Linked DNA regions of Rattus norvegicus: region 1 is linked to region 2. A link is a contact called in public Hi-C data. All regions are on one chromosome and are shown on one strand. Each heading gives the region's core, a stretch centred on a gene start, on an enhancer-like site or on the middle of the called end of the contact. The rest is flanking DNA. Distances are from core to core; before and after follow the strand shown.

Region 1 (4,615 bases), core at 673-3,172, 42 kb after region 2:
AATGCAAAGGCACAATTTGAACCCGAGGCTCACTTTGCTAGTTGTTGATAAGGAACAAAACATAGACCCTCTCTAAACAGCAGACATCTCCATCTATTTCTAGGCAGGGGATTGTTTATACAATTCCAGATTCCATTTTTTTGTTATGTAAAGCACGAAGTTAAAAAAAATCCATATGTTGGTTATTCTTCAAAACTATCCCATGTGTCCAAATTATGTTGTAGTGAAGTTGGGTATGGTAGACCATGTTTATAATCGCAGCAGCTAGGAGGTAAAGATAAGTAGAAGGGAGTTCAAGGTCATCCTAACTATATAAGAAATCTCAGGAAGCCTGTGACTCACAGACCTGGTCTTGGGAGACAAATAACAGCAAGGAAAAGAGGAAAAGGAAAGAAAAGCAAAACTAGAAACACATCCTCCCCAAGGTGAAGAGGAATTTTTTTTTAGGATATCAATAGACATCTATTTGCAGATTTATAACAATCCTAATGATAACTTGCCCTAAGTTAATACAAACCTATGTACAACATTCAAAACTTTTTTCTGTCAAGACCGCCTGTTATCCAGGTATGAGGTTAATATGTATAAGAAGCAGTACTCAGCCAGAGACTTCAGAGCAGCGAGCCTTACCAGCTCTTCACCAGCTGGACGGAAGGGGTGTTCACTAAGCGTTCAGGGAGGATGTCAATCTCCTTCAGGATGTTGGCAAGTCTGACGGGCAATTCTTGCCGAAGAAAAGAAAAAGAAGTTCTCTCACAGGCATTTTCTGAACCTGTAGTGGGTGAAACATGCTCAGTTTTAGAGAAAAAAATTGAGAATAAGTAGCAAATATAAAATTATAAAACGGTATCTTAATCACAGTTAGGTTAGTGCTTATGGGTACTTTAAGGACAGCTATTTTAACGTCTTTTTCTTTCAGTCCTACTCCCCCTATCCCTTTTCTCCTTTTAAGAGTGACCAACATAGGTGAAATACTGTTTACTTTCTTTCTGAAAAAAAAAATCACTCTGGAGAAATCCGACTACTCTCCAGTTCTTCCTATCCGTGAGTCCACAGCCAGCCTGCCCCACAAAGTCAACAACACACCCTCTAATGAATATGAACTTAAAAGGATCTGGGTAGAAGGAGGCAGAGGCGTTCTCAGACTAGCAACAAAGAATACCACATTGACATCTTGAAATGTTCCTTATGCCACCCGCTGCAGAGAGGGAGTAACGGTAATTTTTTTAAATTAATAGTAATGTAAATATTTGTAAAACAATAAAGGCGAAATAGTATTAGGCACGCTGCTAAGAGATTTGCACTGTATATGGAGGTGGGGTACAAGTTTAAATCTATCAATCTAAGGTGAGTTTATGTTAATAGGAAATAGAGCATTAGGAAGAAAGGAGTTCGTTTCTAGCCCATTATTAAAATGGTGGCTGAAAGCATATACATAAACTCAAAGATCTGGACAGTAAGAAGAGAAAAGTCGAATGGAAGTTGAACATCAGTGTGGTTACAGGTGACGTAGACTTCTGGGTCAAACTGTCAGAAAGTTAGCGAACTAGGAAAACAGGTGCACAGCCCTTTGAGGCTTCTGGGTTCTTCAGCCAAACAGACCTAGGTTGTCCTCACCCCTGAACTCAGCCCTTCCCATCCTGGGGCCTCCCCAGCCTCAGGGCCACCCTCCTGGGCCCTGCATCAGTCGCCTCTTACCGAAGTCCAGCAGCTGCTTCATGGACAGCGGGGACGGGCTGTAGCGGGAGAACAGCTCGACCTCCCTGGGGACCAGGCCGGCGTTGCCCAGCGAGCTGGCGCTGCGCATCACGAAACGGGCTGCCTTCATCCTGATGCCCTCCTAGGCTGGCGGTGGCTAGGATCCGTAGGGTTGGTGAGGACTGCGGGGCGGGAGCGCGGTCGAGCGAGAGCAAGTGCGCTGTGGGCTCAGGGTCCCGGGTGCTCGAGGCTGGGTGAAGGGTTGACACTCTTGTCTTCCCACCTCCCGCTGTCTTGCCTTTTATTTACTTCCCCCGCCCTCTCCACAACTCCTGCCAGGAGGAGCCTCTGGGACTCTGAACTTGGGGCCACACCAATCAGCTCAGAGCAAGAACTTTGGGCTCCTCCCTTTGGCCGCGGTCACTAGAAAGTTCTGGCACAGTGATCCCGACACGGTTTCCACGGCCTGTAAGGGGCAAAGGGTGAGAGGGAGGCAGGGGTGGGGTGGTGTAGGGGAGCAGCTACAGTGGGCATCCCGGACGACGTGGGCCTGAGATTGGCACCCTTGGGATAGGTCCCAGGTCGCCCGGGGCTTCAGGCCCGCCCAGACTTGTCCTTGTTTACAACTCAGGAGCCATCTCAATGTCACGCATTCCTCGCCAGAAACTGTTTCCAAGAATCTTGCCGCAGAGAGTGCATTGGTGTTCGCTCAGAGCGGGACTTTTACAGTAGCCAATCATCTGCTTCTTAAGTAAGGGTTTCCTTGCCATTGGACCGCGAAAGCAAGGACCACCCTATAGTTTCCCCGACTTTCCCCTTAGCGAACACATACCAGTTTGAATTTAGAAACTGCCTAAATAGCCTTATTATTACTGTGGTGGAAAAGCCCAGTTCACTTCTCCCTTGTGACACTTTCTACCGGTTTTTTTTAAATGTAAACTAAAAAGCGATTTGCTGCGTGTTTGATCAGCTCTGTAGTCCACATCCCCTGTTACCCCCTCTTTCTCTAAGGCCTTCTGGTTTGCTCTTGAACGCCCCTCCCTCAATCTGCTCCGAAAGCTCTCTCTTCACTGTGACTGCCCTCCTTCCAAAAGCAGCCTTTGTCCCTAGCAGGCATTGTAGCATATTGTAGTTATTTGGGCTCTTTAATTTTCCAGAGGCTCAGTGCATCCTACCCTACTTTGTTACCTCTCAATATTGGTTTACCTAATGATTGCTGTTGAAACATTTTAGTGGGTCATAAAACTCTCATCCTAACCTCTCTCGCCCTTCTGTTCACTCGAAATGGACTGTTGATAAGGGACAATGATAACGACTCGGTTGCAAATGGAATGGAATGGGAACAAGGCAGCAAAGGCAGTTTGTTACCCAAGGTGCCCTTAGCCCTCGCATGTAAGGAGGATGTGGTGTGATGAAAGTCATGGGTGACCCTAGGTGCACTCTTACTTTGCCTTTTCCCCTAAGAGAGCTAACCTAGTCACATGACTGATGTCTAATTTCTATCTCTCGTGCAAACTCTGCTCCTGTAGCCAGACTCCAGTGTTCTACTGTGTATTGGACTTGTGCACGCATATGTCTAGCATGAATCTTCCTTCTTTCAAAGCTACCACCATGGGGGGGGGGAGGTCTGAGCTAGTCCTGTCCAATGCTGTGTCCACTTGTGTGACTTGCTTAGAAATAACACGTTGACTTTCTGTCCATCCCCCCACCTCCGTCTTGTCATTGCCTGTAAGTTCTAGCATCATTTATGCCTGCCATTGCACCCACACATTTTGCTCAGACCCATGGGAAAAAACAATCTGGTGGAGACACTTGACCATAGTTTTCTGGTAAAGAGAATCTGGTACCGGTTCTTAAAGACACTGAGGAATAATCCAGAGATGAGTGAAAAGACATCGGCAACTAACTCTAGTGAGAAAAAAATAAAAGGAAGAAAAAAACCCAATTGAAGTAAATGCAACTCAAAACACTGCCGCTCCAGCACTTAAGATAAAGGAGCTTAGCCAGCACTGATGCTTGCACACAGACACCACCAGAACCAGAACCCACAGGTCGGGCTTGGAATCATATACAACACAGTGCTCTGGGAAGCAAAGAAATGTCCAAGTGATCTAAAAAGGAAGCAAGACACAGACACACACACACACACAGACATACAGACACACAGACACACAGACACACACACACACACACACACACACACACTGTCTCCCTCTCCCTCTCTCCCTCTCTCCCTCTCTCCCTCTCTCTCTCTCTCTCTCTCTCTCTCTCTCTCTCTTTCATCAGTCACTATATATCTTCTTTTTTTCCTGTTCACTTGTAACACATTAAATAACTTGGGATAATACGCGTGCTCGAAGCACTGGGTTTTATGGACTGGGAGCTTATTCAACACTTATGTCAGAATCTCACAAGCATGGAGAAAAATCATGTTTCCTTGGGACTGTATTTTCTTTCTTTTCTTTAGTGCTAAAAGTTTTACTATTAAATTAATATATACTATAGTTAATTAAATTTAAGTCTTGCTTGCAAGAAATTCGGTCACGTTGATATGTTTCACACGTGAATCCTTGAGTGAAAGACTCTCATTGATGAAGCAAATAGAAGGTAGACGATCCCCTTCTACCCTGAACTACCTCCCAAGAAACGAAAGTACACAATCCCATTTCCTTTCAGGCAAAATTCCATGCTACGAAGAACAATATTCTTATCCAGAGAGAGAAGGGAAGAAGCTGTAGGATATGATACATGGGTTTCATTGAGAAAGAAAGTCCTATTTTCTCAAGCCTATTGTGTACTCAGAATTACCTTATGGTGTTGTGGGGTGATTTAGGATCAGGTGGTGTCATATGATGCTCACAGAGATGACTAAAGGCTAAGTGTGAACCTAGGTTACCCAAATTTTGTCACAGCGTTA
Region 2 (4,699 bases), core at 1,666-4,165:
TCATGGTGGGAGGGCGGGGAGGAGTTGGTAGTTGTTGTTGGTAACAGCTTCATAGAAGAAGGGGGGTAGGGGGTTTATGGACAGGAAACCGGTTAAAGGGATAACATTTGAAATGTAAATAAAAGATACCCAGTTAAAAAAAGAAAATTCATGGGGTTGGGGATTTAGCTCAGTGGTAGAGCGCTTGCCTAGCAAGCACAAGGCCCTGGGTTTGGTCCCCAGCTCGGGGGGGGGGGGGGGGGGTTTGTTGGCAAGTCCACTCCTCATGGCCCATCTTGTTTATAACAACTGGTGTGTGGGGAGGAAATCTGGTCTCTGACTAAGATATTCTGTAATACTTTGACTGCTGTTTATGGTCGGAATTCAGAAAGCGAAACTAGCTTTTTTGCTCACTGGGAGCAAGCCCTAGAGACCCAGCAGGGACCTCTCACGGTGACTGATTAATGCCTCCTCTTCACCTTCCAGATAAGGGAGAGTGAAAGGCTGAGCCATTGCCTACACGCTGGCATTGGAAGGCTGGTGTTAATCTGTGCTATTTTAGCTCCCACAGGGTGAGTAATGTGCCCAGCTCGAGGAGCTCACCCCGGCTGGAGGTGGGAGGAGGGAGGGCGGGCAGGAGGGAGGCAGCATAGTGGAAACAGGTGCAAGACCTAAAAGCTACATCAGTGACAGTGACAGAAAAAAAGATTAGCTGAGACCATATCTATACTTACTCTTCCCAAGTGGGTATTTTTGAACCACGATTTACTGGAACAGCTAGGCTCACTTAAAATCAGCTCTAATTGCAAGAGTGTCCCGACCATACTAACAATGTGCTTTGGACATGGTAATGGTTGAAACTTGCTGGTCAAGTCTGATGCTAGAGACCACTTGACGATTTGCACAAGCAAACATGTTTTTAAGTCCTTTAGGCACCCAGTAGGGAACATGTCGTTCTGTCTGGGAGGTAGCCAGAAACTTATGAGAGAGTTAGATCAATGCCAAGAACAAACAGCCTGGCTGCTTTCTGCTCAGACGGGGACATTGTGTGGTGCTGGGCTGCCATACCCCTCTTTTCTCCTCTGGCCCCACTGTGGACATTGACTGTTCTCCTGCACTCCTCAACCCTTGGCTCGTTTTAAAATTATTACTCGAGGCCAGTATCACTCCAATCTTGCTATCCAGCCAGAAGTCAACAGGTTCTTGCTTCTTTCATTTAGCTTGTGTTTTGGGAACTCAGACCTTGCAGCTATAGGGTGGAGCCAGGAGAGATCAGCTGTCAATCACCTCTCCCTCCCTCCCATCCTTGTCAGGGATTGAAAATAGAGTCTGAGCAGTCAACCTCCGGTTCCCTCCCTGTTCTCGCTATGGTAGAGAAGGTCACAGACACTTGGAATTCAGCCAGCATCACCAATCACCAAAGTTGGAGAAAACTTGGCTTTTGACCCCAGAGCCTGCACATGTCACCACCCTCTCCTGAGTCTTTCGCTTTCCAGTGTATCACCTCGATGATGTGCTACAAACCCGAATTTTACCCGTGGTGATTTCTTTCTAACAGTGCAGGGAAAAAAAAAACCAAAACCAGCACTATTTCCTTTTACTTTTAAGAGAAATATTTGCAAAGCCAGCCTTTCAGACATTCCTCATGTTTATATAAGGCATAGCTTCTTGTTTCAAAGTTGTTAAACTGACTTTCTAAGACTTGGTCCCTCTTTTTTAGATTTGAAACTTCCATTGACCAAGAAGCATCTACCTGGTGTCAACCCCCCAAATGTTAAAATTTCATCTCATTCACATCCACCCTTCTATTCATCCATCCAACAATCCATCCTTCCATCTGTCTATCCATCTGTCCCTCCCTCCCTCCCTCCCTCCCTCCCTCCCTCCCTCCCTCCCTCCCTCCCTCCCCCCCTCCCTCCAGCTTTCCTAAGTGTGAGTGAGTGATGCTGTACCCTGGCCAAGGTGTGCACATAGACATCAGAGGACAGCTCCGAGTGTGTCTTCTCTTTGGTCTTGTCTGAGGTAGTTGAGGTAGGATCTCTCTTTGGTTGTCTGCCACTGTGAGCACGCCGGCATGTTTGTTTTCCAGGAGCCTAAGAATGAAGAAAACACACAAATGATACTGCCTTTTGATGGTGAGCTTAGTTTAGGGGTAAACCTTAGCATCTGAAAAGTTTACATATTTTGCATGTAAGAACACAGGAGCCCTAAATCCTAATTCTGAATCTTTATTTGCAAAAATGCTGTCTGTTTGTGTTAGAATCAAATGGCCTTGGAAAATCTTGGATTTTTGTTCCGGGCCTCAGTGTTTTCTTTGGCAGCTGGGGCTTTTGTTAAGGCGCAGAAGTCAGCTGGCTAGATGCTGGGCACTCAGCCTCAGCTGTGAAACAGCCCTTTGTTCAAATAAACAAAACAAATCAATCAGGCAGATCAGGAGTTTCTATCTCTACATGAGGCTTGACTTCACTGTCAACCTGACCGAATTGGAAAGGAGCTTTGTCCCCAGGCTGAGTCCTTGTTCTCCTTAACTCTCTTTCAGGGAAGATCTACTTACATACTCTGGGAACACAGCACCCTGGTGTGGGTGAGTCTGTGCTGTGGGATCTGGGCTAGTGGTTCAGTTGTCTTTGCTTACCAGAACCTGTGAGAGATCCCAAAGCCTTGTTTTTATGTGGAGTTTAACTCTCTGGGCCCTTCTTGAAGTATGACCACCTAGCAATTATTTGGGAAATAATTCAGATGGCAATTTCTTTAGACACTGAAATAATGGTCTTAGACTGGGAGGTGGGGTGGTGGGGCAGTGGCTTATGGGTAGCTTACAACAACATGAGTTCCTGGAGTCCCCGTCTGCTGACAATGGAGGCTGCAGTCACTAAACTCATTTTGCCCAGGAAGTTTTCCTCCATTAACTATTACGGTTGTTTAATCGATGATAAGGGTAAAGTCAACTTTGGTTTCAGACAGATAATTATAGGCTATCTTTGAACAGTAGTAGTGGCACCCTTACAGTTCCCTACCAGTCCTTTTTTTTTTTTGGTTCTTTTTTTCGGAGCTGGGGACCGAACCCAGGGCCTTGCGCTTCCTAGGCAAGCGCTCTACCACTGAGCTAAATCCCCAACCGCTACCAGTCCTTAATAAAGTGGTATAAGCCATTGTCAGCCAAATAGATATGAATACCTATCTACCCCCAAGTTTTTTTCTTTTTTCTTTTTTCCTTTTCCTTTTTGATGTAGGGACAGTGGAAAAAACCTTCATGTAAGGAGATGTTACAACTGGGGGCCAGGATCCAGGGAGGGAGGTGAACTGATCGACCAGGAAGCCTCAAGAAGGCAGGATGGGCTTGGGAGAGACTCTAGTTGAGCCAAGGCTGAAGGACTTGACCTCTTAAACTGCACCCACAATGGGCACTGTCTTATTTTAGAGCCCTGTATGAAGGACAACTGCGAAAATGTTTCATAAGCCGATAAAAAAACAAAGCAAAACAAAAAATGCCAAGAAAATGGGGGTGGGGGACTGCTCAGAGGTGTCTCAGAGGGTTAGCAAGCTTGAAGACCAAACGTTGATTCCTGAAACTCACACAAACAAACAGCTGTGGTAGAGTGTATCTCCAGTTTCACGATTTGCAGGAAAAGATTGGTGTCAGAGACCAGAGAGTCGCTTAATGGTTTGAAGGCAAGGTTGCCTGGGGTACACAGTAAAATAACAACAATTAAGAGAGGCCTTGCTTCTTCCGTGGGGTAGAAGGAAAGAGCTGACTCCTGAAAGTTGTCCCTTGACCTCCAAATAGCTCGTGAGTCTCCAAACACATGCTGAGGGTGGGGAGTTAAATTAGAAACATTCGCAACAAACCTAGTCTTACTGCCTTAAGCATGGGGAGAAATTAATTTTGTGCAAAATAATAAAAGAAAACTGGCAGTGAACAGAGTCACAAAATCATCCAGGAAACCAACATGTGAATGTGTTGAGTTGGTAAATATTAGAAGAGCTGGACTGCCAGAGTGAGAGCCACTCTGAGAGAAGAAGCTTATGGGTTAGTCAGGGGCGAACACCTCAGGTGGCCAGAAAGACATACATAAATGTGTCCTCTGTGTTCCTGGGAAATGAGCCTTAAGTCTTCCTTAGGCACACATGCGGTTATGTGATTCCCTGTCCGAGATGCTGTAGTGACTGGGGAGGTGTGTGTGTGTGTGTGTGGGGGGGTGCGCAAATGAGAAGCCATGACTAGAAGTGACCAAGCTGTAGTCACTGGGTGAGGAAAGAGTCACAGTTATGACCATCCTCAAGACCAACAGTCTCCCCACTGGCATCTACCTTTCCCCAGCATCTCACATATGGTCCGTTAGCCAACTGTGGTTCCCCATATTTCTGTACACACAACTGCTGGGATTTGACCTGGTCAGGGGAGATGAGTGTCACTGCCGTCATGACAGTGATGAGGCCTGGCCTTCCCTTCTTAAGAGTTGAAGGGAGAATCACCAGAGTATTAGGCGACAGATACAGAAACATACAAGTAAGTAAATAAAAGATGTTAGGATCCACTCAAATGTTTAATGGGTCCTCTGTTCTTAAGGGACATTTATCTTTATAATACAGATGGCATTTCTGTCACTAACCCCAGACACTATTGAGGATGCCAAGAAGTGCTTGCTGATAGGAGCCTGATATAGCTGCCTCTTGAGAGGCTCTGCCAGAGCATGACACATACAGGGGCAGATGCTGG

What was found. Hi-C and Micro-C count contacts between places; a contact is called where the count stands out from the background.
Region 1: a contact with region 2 is called in a Hi-C map of liver, with 2.5 times the contacts expected there. The contact joins the promoter of Pdk4 here to the enhancer-like site in region 2. A contact is called at or near these places in 5 of 12 Hi-C or Micro-C datasets (hepatocytes, kidney, liver and 1 more).

The regions. Positions count from the first base shown.
Region 1 is chr4:34,566,407-34,571,021 of GRCr8, forward strand. Pdk4 (pyruvate dehydrogenase kinase 4) reads right to left here and starts at 1,923. Exons shown (of 11, transcript NM_053551.2): 1 at 1,699-1,923; 2 at 631-772. The coding sequence starts at 1,828.
Region 2 is chr4:34,523,651-34,528,349 of GRCr8, forward strand. No RefSeq gene overlaps it. Among named protein-coding and RNA genes, the nearest start is that of Pdk4, 42 kb to the right of the region's middle. Within about 2 kb of position 2,916, at least 42 of the 93 cell types and tissues checked have an H3K27ac peak or open chromatin away from gene starts, as enhancers often do. A contact at or near this core is called in hepatocytes and liver, where this site is marked.